Regions from separate parts of the Mus musculus genome. Here regions 1, 2, 3 and 4 are each linked to region 5. Evidence: chromatin contacts called from public HiChIP or PLAC-seq, Micro-C and promoter capture Hi-C data. All regions are on one chromosome and are shown on one strand. Each heading gives the region's core, a stretch centred on a gene start, on an enhancer-like site or on the middle of the called end of the contact. The rest is flanking DNA. Distances are from core to core; before and after follow the strand shown. Region 1 holds the start of Pcnt (pericentrin (kendrin)). Region 2 holds the start of Lss (lanosterol synthase). Region 3 holds the start of Lrrc75b (leucine rich repeat containing 75B). Region 4 holds the start of Dip2a (disco interacting protein 2 homolog A). Region 5 holds the start of Zfp280b (zinc finger protein 280B).

The links. Hi-C and Micro-C count contacts between places; a contact is called where the count stands out from the background. HiChIP or PLAC-seq counts read pairs in DNA pulled down with a chosen protein or histone mark. Capture Hi-C pulls out chosen DNA fragments and counts their contacts.
Region 1: an H3K4me3 HiChIP or PLAC-seq map of embryonic stem cells shows a contact between it and region 5, with 6 times the contacts expected there. The contact joins the promoter of Pcnt here to the promoter of Zfp280b in region 5. A contact is called at or near these places in 1 of 39 promoter capture datasets (erythroid cells), 2 of 484 Hi-C or Micro-C datasets (both in embryonic stem cells) and 2 of 115 datasets of contacts at active chromatin or transcription factors (embryonic stem cells and memory CD8 T cells).
Region 2: a contact with region 5 is called in a Micro-C map of embryonic stem cells, with 4 times the contacts expected there. The contact joins the promoter of Lss here to the promoter of Zfp280b in region 5. A contact is called at or near these places in 3 of 484 Hi-C or Micro-C datasets (CD4 T cells, CD8 T cells and embryonic stem cells) and 1 of 115 datasets of contacts at active chromatin or transcription factors (memory CD8 T cells).
Region 3: a promoter capture Hi-C map of adipose tissue shows a contact between it and region 5. The contact joins the promoter of Lrrc75b here to the promoter of Zfp280b in region 5. A contact is called at or near these places in 2 of 39 promoter capture datasets (the C10 cell line and pre-B cells), 1 of 115 datasets of contacts at active chromatin or transcription factors (large pre-B cells) and 2 of 9 other capture datasets (adipose tissue and liver).
Region 4: a promoter capture Hi-C map of adipose tissue shows a contact between it and region 5. The contact joins the promoter of Dip2a here to the promoter of Zfp280b in region 5. A contact is called at or near these places in 1 of 484 Hi-C or Micro-C datasets (CD8 T cells), 1 of 115 datasets of contacts at active chromatin or transcription factors (memory CD8 T cells) and 1 of 9 other capture datasets (adipose tissue).

The regions. Positions count from the first base shown.
Region 1 is chr10:76,441,429-76,444,311 of GRCm38.p6, forward strand. Pcnt (pericentrin (kendrin)) reads right to left here and starts at 1,484. Exons shown (of 42, transcript NM_008787.3): 1 at 1,137-1,484. The coding sequence starts at 1,190.
Region 2 is chr10:76,530,296-76,532,995 of GRCm38.p6, forward strand. It overlaps Lss (lanosterol synthase), which reads left to right and starts at 1,310. Exons shown (of 22, transcript NM_146006.2): 1 at 1,310-1,379; 2 at 1,555-1,723. The coding sequence starts at 1,366.
Region 3 is chr10:75,558,949-75,561,648 of GRCm38.p6, forward strand. It overlaps Lrrc75b (leucine rich repeat containing 75B), which reads right to left and starts at 1,382. Exons shown (of 4, transcript NM_198860.2): 1 at 1,008-1,382. The coding sequence starts at 1,172. It also overlaps a transcript of Ggt1 not described here.
Region 4 is chr10:76,344,002-76,346,701 of GRCm38.p6, forward strand. It overlaps Dip2a (disco interacting protein 2 homolog A), which reads right to left and starts at 1,290. Exons shown (of 38, transcript NM_001081419.2): 1 at 1,106-1,290. The coding sequence starts at 1,196. It overlaps Gm40699 (a long non-coding RNA gene), which reads left to right and starts at 1,294. Exons shown (of 2, transcript XR_871838.2): 1 at 1,294-1,573.
Region 5 is chr10:76,031,217-76,033,916 of GRCm38.p6, forward strand. Zfp280b (zinc finger protein 280B) reads left to right here and starts at 1,396. Exons shown (of 2, transcript NM_177475.3): 1 at 1,396-1,533.

The DNA.
Region 1 (2,883 bases), core at 234-2,733, 410 kb after region 5:
GTTCCCCTGGTGAAGTACTAAACTTCACATGCCCTCATTTCTCAAAGTGTCTATCTACATGTGCCCAGCTTATACCCCATAAGGGCCACAATGGCTTCTGGCCGGCACCTGTAATCTGACATTGCTGTGCTCTCATTTCCTCTGTGTATTTTGCATGTTTTTTCGAAGTGGGTGCAGGGTGATAGTGGTGGTGGGGTTGTTGACACAAATGAAGAATTGCTGTTACTAGGCGAACCACAAAATCAACACAGCCCTTTCATGAAGGCTATAGCTATACTGTCCTGACAGTACAGGGTAGGGACACAGCCTCTGGTTCCACAGCCATGATAGCTGGCCAGAGATCCACTTCCAAAATGTTCGCACCTTCTCTTCCTCTGAATCCCCATCACCTTTCAAATAACTATCTTGCCAGGCAGTGGTCGTGCATGCCTTTAATCCCAGCACTTGGGAGGCAGAGGCAGGAGGATTTCTGAGTTCGAGGCCTGCCTGGTCTACCAAGTGAGTTCCAGGACAGCCAGGACTATACAGAGAAACCCTGTCTCGAAAAAAACAAAACAAAACAAAACAAAAAAACAAAACAACTATCTTAACAGCCACAAGTGTTCCCAGGGTAGAGTCTCAAACAAATTCAAAATCTGAGGCAGAAGGAGGTGAGAAGAGGACCCTCGGTAGTATGGCAGTTGTGGGGCCCGGCCAGAGAGCGAACAACGAAATACAACAACAGGACACCACTAGGGAGCAAAGTTCTTGGTTCCCTGGGAAAATAAAGTCTGAAGACGGTCTTTAAAAAGCCTTGGACAGTTTAGTCTCAGGAAAGTGCCTGAGCACCGGAAGCACAACAACTAAGAATGCTAGGTGACCAGGACCCGCCCATGGCGCTCGGGCCCACCTACAAGTCGTACGTCTCTGACGCTGATTGGCTGTGGGTGTAATAGGGCGGAGCGAGACAGAGGGCGCTGGATTCAAGATGGCGGCGCCTAGGAAGTGAATTCCGCAGAAGCGGCGGGAAGGACAAGCGCCCGGCAGTTCCCACTGCTCCACCGCCACCGCTTGTGTCAAGCGGCGGTCTGAGCACCGGAACCGCTTTAGGATTTCTTCCCCACCGCAAAGCTGAGAGAAGGATGCTACCGTCTAACCTTGGCTCTCCCAGCCTCCACCTTCCTGCGCCGCTGCTCCTGCTCGTCTTCCATCTCCACCTGGGCTCCCGGCGAGTCGCTCGGAGGTGACAGGGCGGCGGCGACACCGCCTTCGCTCTATTTACACTCCCTCCCTTCACCCACTCGCCTCCCCACCCCCCATACACACAACTGTCAGCTTCGCCCCGCCAATCCGGAGCCCCGTGTGGCCTTGCGCACGCGCGCTCCGCTGACGCTCCAAGGGCGGAGAGCCATCTCTCTGGTCCCCAATTGGTACGCCGACGCTCTCCACCCTCTTCATCCACGCCAATGAGCGAGGCGCGGCGTTCCCGGGGCTCGCGGGCGTTCGTCGACTGGGCGGCGGGAAGGTTTGGACAAACCGTTTTCCCGAGGCGGTGCTACCTATCGCCCTCTCCCGACAGGAGGAGGACTTACATACCAGCGGCTCTCCATGCCTCCGGTGCGCTCTGGGCACTCTCTCCCGCACTTTGCCAAAGTCGTTTTTTCTGTCGCGATGTGTTTCTGCGAACACTGGGGCATCCTCTAGGATCCACCAGCCCCCACTTTTGGTTCTCAGGTGCAGTCAACTGGGAGTCCTGCTTCCCTTCTTTGACCACTTCGGCCCCTCCTGAACACGGTCCCCTGTCTTCAATCCAAATCCAAAGAACAGAGTATAGCCAGAGTTACTCATTGAATGACACCTAAAACTTAGACCGCTGTCCCCAGTGGACCCCAGAGTTGCCACCCAGGGCCGTTTTGCATTCACGCACACGCTTCAATGTACAGAGTCGCTGTGTGTTCAGGCACCTGACTCTCACTCCATCCATCACCTCTACCAGGAAAGTCTTTCTGCCATAAGGAAATAAAGAAACTATGGTCCATTTGTAGTAAGAGGCGCGTTTAAAGCTCATCGGTGGATTACAGGAAATTAGGAGGATTGGGCCCTTGGATTCCCTAGCCGGCAGCAGGTTCTTTCTTGCCTAACATTTATTAATTTATCATTGGGTTGAAACGTTGCAGGCTGTTAACATGACTAACATAAAAGGAGAGGATCTGAGCTCCAGGATATATGTCAAGAGCTTTGCATCCTGCACGGATAGGATAGGGAAGCTGGAGAGAGGGTAATGCCTATAAGAATGAATCCTCCTGAAGAACTCAGTAGTGTGGAATTTGGGAACAGGGAAATGCCGTAAGGGCTATAAAACCTATTTTATACCAAATCTGCATGACAGCCGTTTTTGCCTTCTCTCTAGGCTGACACCCAACTTTACAAGATCCAAAAAATAAATTGTTTCACTTTCATGACTCAAAAGACTTCAAGCCTCTTAGGAAGTGTCTCTTGCACTGATGAAAACACTGAGTGGGTGGGGGTCCCTCTGGACAGACCTATCCTCTAGGATATGTTGGTCTCAGTCTTTGAGCCATGCAATATTTAAGGAATGTTTGAAGGGTGGTCGGTCATATTTTACATATCAAAACTTAAAGGACTGGAGAGATCAGCAGTTAAGAGCATTAGCTGCTCTTCCAGAGAACCCCCAGTTGATTCGCAGTACCCAATGGTGGCTCACAATTGTTACTCCAGTTCAGAGGATCTGATGCACACCTCTGGCTTCTGAGGGCACCAAAAACTCATGTGGCGCACATTGGTACCCATAAAATAATTTTTAAAGTATAAATAAATACCTAATAATATTTATTTCTTTGAACTATGAGTATGTTTGTGTCTCTGTGTGGAACTGGCAGGTAT
Region 2 (2,700 bases), core at 60-2,559, 500 kb after region 5:
TGGCATTAGATTCCTTAAAACTGAAGTTATAGATGGCTGTGAGTCACCATGTGGGTGCTATAAACCAATTCCAGGTCCTCTGAATGAGCAGCAAGTGCTCTTACGCACTGGACTTAAGTATTGGCCTCCAGTCCCCAAATCAATAGTCTGAGGCAAGGCTCAGTTAAAATGCCTTGTCTTATATCTTTACAAGTTTCTAAACTGGGCAAAGAAGAGGTTAGTGTTCTTGACTAGCCATCTAAAATTCCGATTTTCCATCTAGGGAAGGTGTGTGAGTGTTCTTTGCCTCTTACTTCTTCCTTCTCTGATTTGTGGTTCATGGCCCCTTCCTTGGCAGCGTTTTGAGGGCTAGGTGCAGGGAGGCTATCGGGTTTGGGTAGTTGTAAGTAAGTCGGCACTCTGTAGGACACACTGTACCGCTGGGAGTTCTTGGAATTATATTTTTCTGATCTCTGGTCGTCATTCCTGCATGCCAGCAATGCTTCTCAAATACTATCTGTTCAAATGTTCTTCATTGCACGTCTCTACTAGATTCTGCCGGCATACCACAGGCTTTCCTGCTTCCCTCTCTACTGTCAAACATAATCAAGGCTTTTCCCCCTTTAACTTGTAGGACTCCAAGCTCCAGGTATCCTGAGAGTAGTGCTGTGGCTAGGGAAGTGGAACTCTACCTGCTAATGGGAGTCAGGACACAGCCCTCTGCACACTCTGCAGCTGCTCCCTGTGAGGAGCCTGTGCCCGCTTTCTGAGAACACTACTCTGACCCTCTTCCCAACTACGTGTCATCATAGTTTCCTCCTCCCTTCACTCGGGTCAAGGCCCCTGCCCCATGATGGTCCATGTGGTGCCTCGGATCAACGCTAGTTTCACCTCAGGTCACTCATGCCTCTTCCGTACTTCTGAAGCACTCGTGGTTTCCGCGGCCTCTTTCCTGCATGTCGGAGGGGCCATTTTTCACCAACCCTGTAGGTATCCCGGCTCAGAACACCCAGACCAGAAGTCCAAGGCTGTCATCAATAAGGATCTAGAGGGGCCGGCCCCGCCCCCCATCCCGCCCCGCCCCTCCAACGGGCCTGCCCCTCCCACAGGCCGTCCTCGCCCACAGGCCGGCCTCTTTCATAGGCCCCGCCTCCAAAGCGCTTCCCGCCCCGCAGCCACGCCCCCTGGTGCCCTCGCGGCGTCGGGCGGCCCTGCGCCCAGCCACTGTGGTCGCGGTGCGTCTCTCGTGCCCACCTGGTGATGCTCTGATTGGCCGAGCTCGCATCGGCCCACCCAGTAGTTCCGGTCGGCCGAGGCTCGCGCCTGCGCAGTGCACTAGGCTGTCAGGTAAAGGGCTGGCAAGCGGTGGCAGAGAGTAGTGCTGTCATGACTGAGGGCACGTGAGTCGCGGACCCTGGGCTTCCCGCGGGTGTTGCGAGGGACGCGGCAGGGCGGTGGCAGGGAAGGTGTCTGGACAGCAGGGTGGCATGGCTGGTGGCTCTGCATGCCTGGATTGCAGGCATCCCACCTGGGCGGAGTCTAAGGAAGGCTGCTTCCTCTCGCTGGTCCCCTCAGGTGTCTGCGGCGTCGTGGGGGACCCTATAAAACTGAGCCCGCCACCGATCTCACCCGCTGGCGGCTCCAGAATGAGTTGGGTCGGCAGAGATGGACTTATTATCAAGCGGAGGACGACCCTGGTCGAGAGCAGACCGGGCTAGAGGCCCACTCTTTGGGACTGGACACAGTAAGTGATGTGATTCTGAAAGCACCATTCCATCCCAAGACTGGAAGCCATCACTGATCAGCCTACACCGTGCCTTCCTGAGCCAGAGCTCTGAAACAGTGGAGAGCCTTATTTAAAAAACAGGCAACCAGCCAGTAATATATGCATATGTGTAAACCAATGTATATGTGGGTATAGTGTGATATGAGGAAAAGCTGACTATAAGAGGATCAGGAAAGTTCACAAGTTATGTAAGAAGATGTAAAGCTAGTTGCTTTTCTAGTTCTAACTCTGTCATGGGCTTTGTGGTTTGGGCAATAGATTAATGCATAAAATATAGTGGGTACTGAAAGTGCATCATTTTATGGAAAGTTTCACAGTCTCCCTTTTCAAATGCCAAGGTCATTAAGTTGAGTAGACTTTGTGTTTGGTTAATTTTGGTGTGCGATGTTTTTATTAATTTGCAGGTTTCTTTTTATTTTAATAATAAGGCTTATAATTTTTTGTTTTTTAAAACAGATATGAACCTGGGCCCGGCAGGCATACCTGTAATCCTAGCCGCTGAGTAGGCTGTGACAAGGATAAAGTTTAAGATCTGCCTGGGCAGCTGAGTAGAGCTTGTCTCAGAAAATAAAGAGGCTGGGCATGGTAGTGCTGGTCTTTAATCCCGGCACCCAGGAGGCAGAGGCAGGCAGATCTTTGTGAGTTTGAGGCCAGCCTGGTCTACAGAGCAAGTTCTAGGCCAGCCAGGTCTACGTAGTGTGACCCTATCTCAAAAATGATAACAAATAAATAAAGAAGAGGGCTGCTGATGTGGGTCAGTGTTTGTGAGTGTTTGCCTCAATTCAATCTAAACAACAAAAAGTGTGGTACCTCCTTCCGGAGACAGGAGTAGAAGCAACCCTCGTTATTTAAGTCCCTCCACCTCAGAGACCTGTGGAAGAAGTTGCCCTAATTTGGTTTCATTTTGAGCATTCCACTTTGATATTTAACTTTTG
Region 3 (2,700 bases), core at 132-2,631, 470 kb before region 5:
CTCTCTCTCTCTCTCTCTCTCTCTCTCTCTCTCTCTCTCTCTCTCTCTCTCTCTCTCTCTCTTGCATTATAGGTTGGTCCTGAACTTGCTTTATAGCTGAGGATGACCTTGAACTCCTAATCTCTTGCCTCCCCCTCCCAAGTGATGGGGAATACAAACATACACCACCATGCCTGGTTTATCCTGTTTTCTGGGGACAGAGCTGAGTCCTCTCAAATTCCATAATATCGAACTGCATCCCTAGCCCCGCCTTCTCTCAGCTTTCTGTCTGGGTCCTGGCTCATCATTTCTCCCAGCTTCTCTAACTCTAAGCGGCTACTACCTTCACGGTGGGAGGGAGCATCAGCTACAGCCGAGGGTGAAGAGGCTGAGTAGGAAGTGATTTGCCTAGGGGTCATGCTGGGACAGGCATCCCTGTCTCCCTAGGGCAACTCAGGGCTCAGGAAATCTGGCTAAGGTACCGAATGTGTCTCCCAAAGGGCCAGATGTGGCGATGCAATGTACAAATGTGGTTGTGTATCCTCGGTGGGCTCAAGCTGCCTGTCAGAAAGGTGCGTGCGCTGTGGCTTTGTCTGGGCTGTTATGGTATCTGTCTCCTGACCATCGGGGCTACGCCTCCCAGGACCTCTTCTCCCAGATCTGCTGCTTCCTTTCTTCCTGCAGGATGGGGAGCTGCATTCTTCCCATTGTCCTTTAGTGAGAGATGCCCACTCCGGCTCTCGAAAAGGTCCAAATCTGGGCTCTTAGCTCCAGACTGGAGGTCCCTCAACACACACACTCAACACGTCAGACTTCAAATCCCAGTGTCCCAACGTGCCAGCCCCATCTTTAGCAAGCAATCCACCAGCCCCACCTGGCCCCCCACTTTAATCTGCAACCTCCCTCCAGGCAAGAAGCACAACGCCTGCAAACCCCGCGTGCCGCTAGAAACGCACCCACCCCTGAGCCCGCAACCCCGGCCCCTCCCTGACACCCTCAATCCCGGGCCGCCCCGCTCTTTCTCTCGCCTGGCGCAGGAGGCGCAGCAGCTGCCGAGCGCGCTCCGGCCGCCGCTCCCGAAGCGTGGACTGGATCTCTCGCAGCCAGCGCACCCGGCGCTCGTAGGGCGCGGGCCCCGCACTCGGCGCCGCAGGGGCATCTGCTCTCGCCCGCCGCCCCAGCCGCGCCCCCATGGCCGCCGCGGGCGGGCGCCGGGAGGATGGAAGGGAGGCGGGTTAGCCGCGCCGCGCCCCGCCCGGGATGCGCGGGATGGGCAATGCCGGGTCTACGGCTGCGCGCCCAAGCACTGGCCGCCAGCGTGGAGCCCAGGGTCACTCCTCTTTGGCAGAGGTTTCGTTGTCGAGGGCCCCGCCCGCGTACGACCTGGTGTTGGAGCTCTTCCCGGGAGCAGCCAGGGCGGACGCTGCGGAGGACAAGGTGGCATTTGGCACCTCTCAATCATGTGGCCCCAGTCGGGGCTGACTTGGGGGGGAAAATCGTCGTCTGTCTGTACAAAAAGTGCTTCAGGCGGGTGAGGGTGCTTTAGGCAAAGCCTGCACCCTGTTTCAGGAATCGCCCCTGCAAGCAAGTGGATCCATCTGCCTTGTCCACTCAGTGTGGGTGTTAGCAGCCTCGGCAAATACCGGATGATACTTACTGCTCAGAGGAGGACAGAAGCAGGCCTAGGCAGGCTGAGCATAGTTGGCTTCCTCTGATCCCCCCATGCCTGAGAGATGAACAGGCTAAGCCCAGCTCTGGGCAGCCTGGCGCCAGGCCCTGCATATATGTTCCTGGTTCTAAAGGGTCCCTGACTCCTCTGAAGAGCATCTAGCTCCTGTGGGGGTTTCCTCAGCAGTTCCTGTTGGAAGCCTGATGCTCGATGCAGCCACACACGATCCCGGTTTCTCATATTACAGAGGAGGGGGCTTTTGTGGCTTTGCACTCTAGACTCTGCCCCCCTCACCCCTCCTCCTAATTAAAAAACATGTGTCCGGCCTGAGTCTGGGATGCACGGCGGGGCAAGTGTGCAAGCCTAGCTGAAGGATGTGAGAGTAGACCCATCCTAGGGCATTTAGTGAGAGATACCTGCCAGAATCCTTCCTTTGGGTCAAGCAATGCTTGACCAGAAACTGAAGGTAGAGGTGAGAGACTGGATGTCAGGCTTTGTGATGCCCTAGGACTGAGACCCTCAGACATGGCAGAAGTCAGCATCCTTCCTGATTCTTGGACCTTCTTCCCCCGCTACCCTCCACGCAGCCTCCCATCCCCTCCTCTGCAGCATCATTGTCCTAGGGCCGGCCACCTTGGCACGACAGGTTTCCTCCCTGGCAAACCTGCATGACGACCCAGTCTGCCCTCTGCCAGGGCCAAGGCTGTGGCTGAATTGACAGTGTGCGAATGCCAGAGCTTTGAGCTTCCAGTCCAAGTATCCCAGGGCCTTCTCAGACCCCCTTGTCCAGAGCTGAGAGCCAGGTAAACCCTCTTCTTCCCTGCATCCTCGGGGCTGGAGACAGACATGGATTCCTCCCAGATCCTGACCGTGTTGTTTCCGGAGGCTAAGCCAGGGCTAGGCATCATACCTTGGAGTGCGAGAAGAGGAAGGTGGGAGCCAAGGGGGAGGAGAAAGCAGGGAGGGAGGGAAGGCTGGACACTAAGCTAGAAAGAAAGGAGCTGGCCTGGACTGGAAGTGTCACAATGCCTAGAACTTAGTCCTGTGGCAGG
Region 4 (2,700 bases), core at 40-2,539, 310 kb after region 5:
AGCACCAACATGAATCTAGGACCCAATTCTGGCCTCCAGGGAACACCAGGCACGCATAAGATATACAGACAAACATGCAGGGGAAATGCATATATTTAAAAAGAAAAAGAGAATTCTCAAAAACTCACTAAACCTACCACAGCAAAGCTTAACAATCTAAATGGGGTGGGGTGGGGGGGTGATGGATTCTAACAAGTTCTAATTGCATTTAAGTCTCAAAAGCAGAGTTAACAAGCACAGATGCTTTTCCACCAGGGTTGGAGGTCAGTTTATGGAGAACAGAACTCTTTTCCCAGGCGTCCAAATTGAGGGCGCCACTCCCATCTCTGGAGTTCTATTATTTCCCTAGTCTGTTTCTAACAACCACTTATTTGACTTTTTAACTTTTTAAAAATCCTCACCTAGAGAGGGCTGTCGGGTTGGCCCGGCGAGCACTTGCCCTCTAATCTGACAACCTGAGTTCATTCCCAGAACTCACAAGGTGGAAGGAGAGCACCAGCTCCCAGCTCCGTGCAAGCTGACCTCTGACCTCCCCACGCAGGCACCGTGACCCTTGCCTGTCCCCCACCTCCTCCCCCAGTGTAATTGTATCAAAATTCCGTAAAGGAATAAACCTTTTAAGTGTTAAACACGTTTTACATGTTTATAGGTTAATGCACTTCAGCCTCATAATCCACAAGGCGCAAGTGTACTTTTGCTTCGTTTTCTAGATGAGGAAACTGAGGCTCACGAGGCAGTCTGAGGTTCCAGGGGTGGGGCTCGGCTTCTGCATCCCGGGCTTCCTGCTGGCCGACAGGCTGCAGGGCACACGCTGGAAGCCCGGACCTGGACCGTGGCCTTGACGGTCGGGCAGCAAGAGTGCGCCTAGGCCCACCTCCCAAGCCAGTCCCTCCCGGTGTCCTTCGGAGGCCGGGCACCCGCCAGTCTGCAGAAGCTGGCGGGCTCTCCGGCGAGCGGCCCAGACAGGGATGCCGAGGAGAGGCCGGCGGGGATCCCGTATGAGGGTACCCGCAGGTTCCGGGGGTGACGCTCCCGGAGGTCCCTGGGCGGGGTCTCGGGCGAGGGTCCCTGGCGGGGTGGGGGGTGGGGGGAACCCGCGGCTCACCTTCGGACAGCTCCAGCTCCAGCTCCGCCAGGCTCTCGAGCACCTCGGCGGGCAGCGGCGCCGCCTCCAGAGGGCATCCGCGGTCGGCCATGGCCGGTGGCTCAGGCGTTCCCCCAACCGGGGCCTGCAGACCCGCAGCGGCCGCCCGCAGCCGGCAGCGGGCGGGGCGCGGCCGGGGCTGCTTCGCAGGGGCGCGGGCACGGGCGCGAGCGCGGCTGGCTCCGGCTCCGGGAGCGCGCTGGGGACGCGCGTGCGCGGCTGAGGGGCGGGGCAACGCTTGCGCGGGTACGCCGGGCCGGCCCCGCCCAGCAACTTTAAAGGCTCGGTTCCATTGGCCAATAAGACACGCCGGAGCAGCCCGGAGCTTTACTCCGCTTCGGGGTGCGAGAGGAGCGGCGGGCGGGAGAGCTGGACAGAGGCGCCTCGGGAGACGTGCGACCCCACCGAACGGACTTCAATGTCGCCCAGGTGACCCTCCTCCGGGATCCCCACCTTCTTCTTCCTCAGGAGCCCTGCTGGCACGCTTAATTCTGTCCGCGTTCCTGCTATGGTATCAGCTAACTCTGGCGGGTTTTCTGCCGCCCTTAAAGTGTGTTTGCTTATTCCCTTTCACAATAACCCTGGAAGCACTCTGACATTGACCAAGAAGGAGCTCTGGCAGTGTCTCAGTCCTTGAGATGTCCTTGGGGCATGGAAGCATAGATCTGACATGTTGGAAACCTTAGTGGGATTTTTGAAGGAGCTATTCTCAGAGTGGCGGTATATATACACATATACGTATAAACATGTATATACATACATACATACATACTTACATACATATATATACACACACACACACGCACACACACACAATTTTATTTCTACTACTCATTAGCCACCCTCTTGCCACTGTCTACATATATTAAAAATCCCAGGTAGGCAACAAAAAAGACCATTTTGGAGGCTTTCAGTGAGCCTAATATTACATCCACAAGGAACAGCATAGGAAGGTGTCCCCAACTGATTTTAAAACATCTGATTTGAGCTGACTAATCTGGTTATACAGGCAGGAGGTGTGGTATGCAAACGAGGGACTATTTATTTCCGCAGGTCACAGGTTTATATAGGAAGCAGTCACAAGCTTTGCATGAAAGCTGGTCAACACTTCTCACGTTTCTCTGATCAATGGTTTCTTCTAAGGAAGTGTTCCCTGTCCTCTTGAATGAATAATAGCTGCCGAAAGTTTACTGGTCGAGAAAAAAAAAAGCATCTGGGCTTCGCCTTTCGAGGCGGGTGCACTGTCTGGAGTGGGTGTGGCCAGAGCAAGGTTTCCTGGACCAGGTCTCCTGGATTCAATTGTAGTAGATTAGCTTGCTGCTGGAGTATTTTCACATTGACTGTAAAGTACGGAAAACAGCCAGACTTGAAGGCATTCCAGCAGGTTGCTGGGGAAGGAGCTGCTTAGCTGACAGTCCCTCACTCTAGGCTGCCAGGAATCAGGAAGGGAATGATGTCCTTGTCCTTCAAAGAGCTGAATTTTTATTTATTGACGTCGGAACAAAAAAGTGTTTACAATAAAGACTTAAAAATTCAACACAAAACGTTTTAAGCAG
Region 5 (2,700 bases), core at 146-2,645:
GTAAGAAAACAAGCACAGAGCCGGGCGTGGTAGCGCACACCTTTAATTCCAGCACTCGGGAGGCAGAGGCAGGCAGATTTCTGAGTTGGAGGCCAGCCTGGTCGACAAAGTGAGTTCCAGGACAGCCAGAGCTATACAGAGAAACCCTGTCTCGAAAAACCAAAAAAAAAAAACCAAAAAAAACCAAAAAAACAAACAAAAAAAACCCCAAAAAACAAAAACAAACAAACAAACAAACAAAAAACAAGCACAGGCAAGAAGGAAAAGAATGAGCCGGGCGTGGTGGTGCATGCCTTTAATCCCAGCACTTGGGAGGCAGAGGCAAGCGGATTTCTGAGTTCCAGGACAGCCAGCGCTATACAGAGAGAAACCCTGTCTCGAAAGACCCAAAAAAAAAAAAAAAAAAAAAAAAAAAGAAAAAAAAAGAAAAGAAAAGAAAAGAAAAGAAAAAGAAAAAAAAAGAATGAGCATGTTGTGTTTCAAAACTGAAAACTGAAATTCGAATTTCATGTAATTTGCGCATGCTCCAAAAAGGCATTCATCTTTTGATGGTTTTTATTTTTTAATTTTTTTTTTTATTTTTAGGTTTCTTTGAGACAGGGTCTTACAGTATATCCCTGGCTGCCCTGGAACTCACTCTGTAGACCAGGCTGACCTTGAACTCAGAAATCCGCCTGCCTCTGCCTCCCAAGTGGGTGCACCACCACAGCTGCCCCGCTTTCTGATGTTTTTCAAACAACAAACACAAAACAAACAAACCGAACCTGGGACATCTGTTCTGAGTTTCCTTCCTGATAAAAACAGCCGGCTGATTTGGATTTGTCCCAGAGGCAGCTTTAAGGTTGTTTCAAATTCAGTAGCTAGGTCGTTTTCTAAGTGCAAGGGGCAAGCTTGTGTGCTTATGCAAAAGCTACACACTTGAGAGGAGCTGTCATAGCTGTAATACAGGTGGGCAAACAGTTTCCTAAAGGACTGGGAACCATCTCTGGCCCTGGGCCCAGGCTAGCTGAAGCTCCATTTTTTTTTTCCTTCTTTCTCTCTTATCTATGCCCCTCCCACCCTTCCCACCCCCACTCCTACCTCCTCTCCCTAAGCAGCCACGTTTAACTAGCAATCCTCCTGCCTCAGCCCCCGCTCCCACCCCACCCTATCCCCACCCCCGAGGGAATGCTGGAATGGACGAAAGGCCTGGCTTTGGGTTCCCAAATCTCGCAGGTCCAAGATTTCAGGGGTGGGCATCACCACTGCCTGATCGTCCCAGCTCAGTCCCTCCGCCCGCGGCAGTCACTAGGGGCGCCCGAGTGAGAGAACGCGCCCAGGGGCCTTGAGGAACCAATCAGATCGGCGCTACGCCGCGCGGCTGACCTCGCGTCCACCCTTGGCAGCCAATCACAGGTCGCCGTGGGCTAGTGCGCGCCGGCCGGGGCTTTGGTGTTGGAGCGGCGGGGCCCTGGAGGTCGTGGTGCGGGGCTTCCCGCGCAGCGCCTCGCGGGCCGGGGCGTCCGGGGGAGGCTCAGGTACGCCTGCCGGGAGGTAAGGACAGGGGCGTGGTGCTGGTGACCTCTGCGGGAGCGACCGGGAGGGGACGCCGGGTGAGGGCCTTCTGCGAGTCCCGGGGAAGCGAGCGTGGCTAGGCCGGGAGCCCAGAGACCCCTTCCTGGCAGCCTCCCTCTCCCACGAACCCCCCAGTCCTGGGGCTGGGCCTGCACCCCTTAAATGCCATTCCCATCGCCGAGGGCCCCTCACCTAAAGTCCTGGAGGCTGCAGACCTCGCTACTGGGCTCTCCGACGCCTGCCTCGAAGCTCTGCCACTAGGGAAGGAGGAGGGAGGACCACTTCGTTGAGACCCATTCAAAAAAGTAGGTACAGACGAAATCCGGGTTTGTAGATTAAGTCCCACTCCCAGTTTGGAGATCTGCAGGCCCTTGGAGGCTTTAAAAAGCCATTTTTCTGCGCCCCTCCCCTTCCCATACAGCAATATCTTGTTTATTTTGTTGGCTTTGTGCCCCCTTTGAGCCCCAGTGCAGCTCTCGGGGCTCCTAGCTAGCTAGTTTTGCTTTGAGCAGTGCTCGGTGGGTTGTGTTGTTTTGTTTACTGGGCTATGGTGTTGGAAGGTAGCGTATAAGGTGCTTATAATAACCACACAGACGACAGGGTTGAGGGAGTAGCTTAGTTGGTGGAGTGCTTGCTTGCCTAGTACTACACAAACCGGTTGTGATGACCTCGCACCCAGTACTTGGTTAAGAGGAGACAGACGGCTGTTTCTTTCGTATCAGAGCTAACAAAACGGAAAATAAGCATGAAATAACTGGTAGGTAGTGAAATGGAGTAAAATCTTTTAACACGTAAAATGTAACTAAATCTTAAGAGGTTCTCTGTCTGTCTGATTTACCCCAAGTATGTGACTTGCAGCTCTTGGACTCTCTGAAGCTATTAAAAGTTACAGCGTATATCTGCGGTAAGAGAAAAGGTCTACCTCATTTTCTGACTTCTGTTTGCTGCTGTGATTTGATAAAAAAAAAAAAAAAAATCATTACCATGGGTGATAGCAGAAGGCAGAGGCAGGCGAATCTCTATGAGTTTGAGGGCAACCTGGTCTACAGCGGTAGTAACAGGACAGCCAAAGCTACCCTGTCTTGAAAACAGACAAAGGAACAAAAATTAGTGTTTTGGAATTTCCTGCGGAAATCACAATGGTAA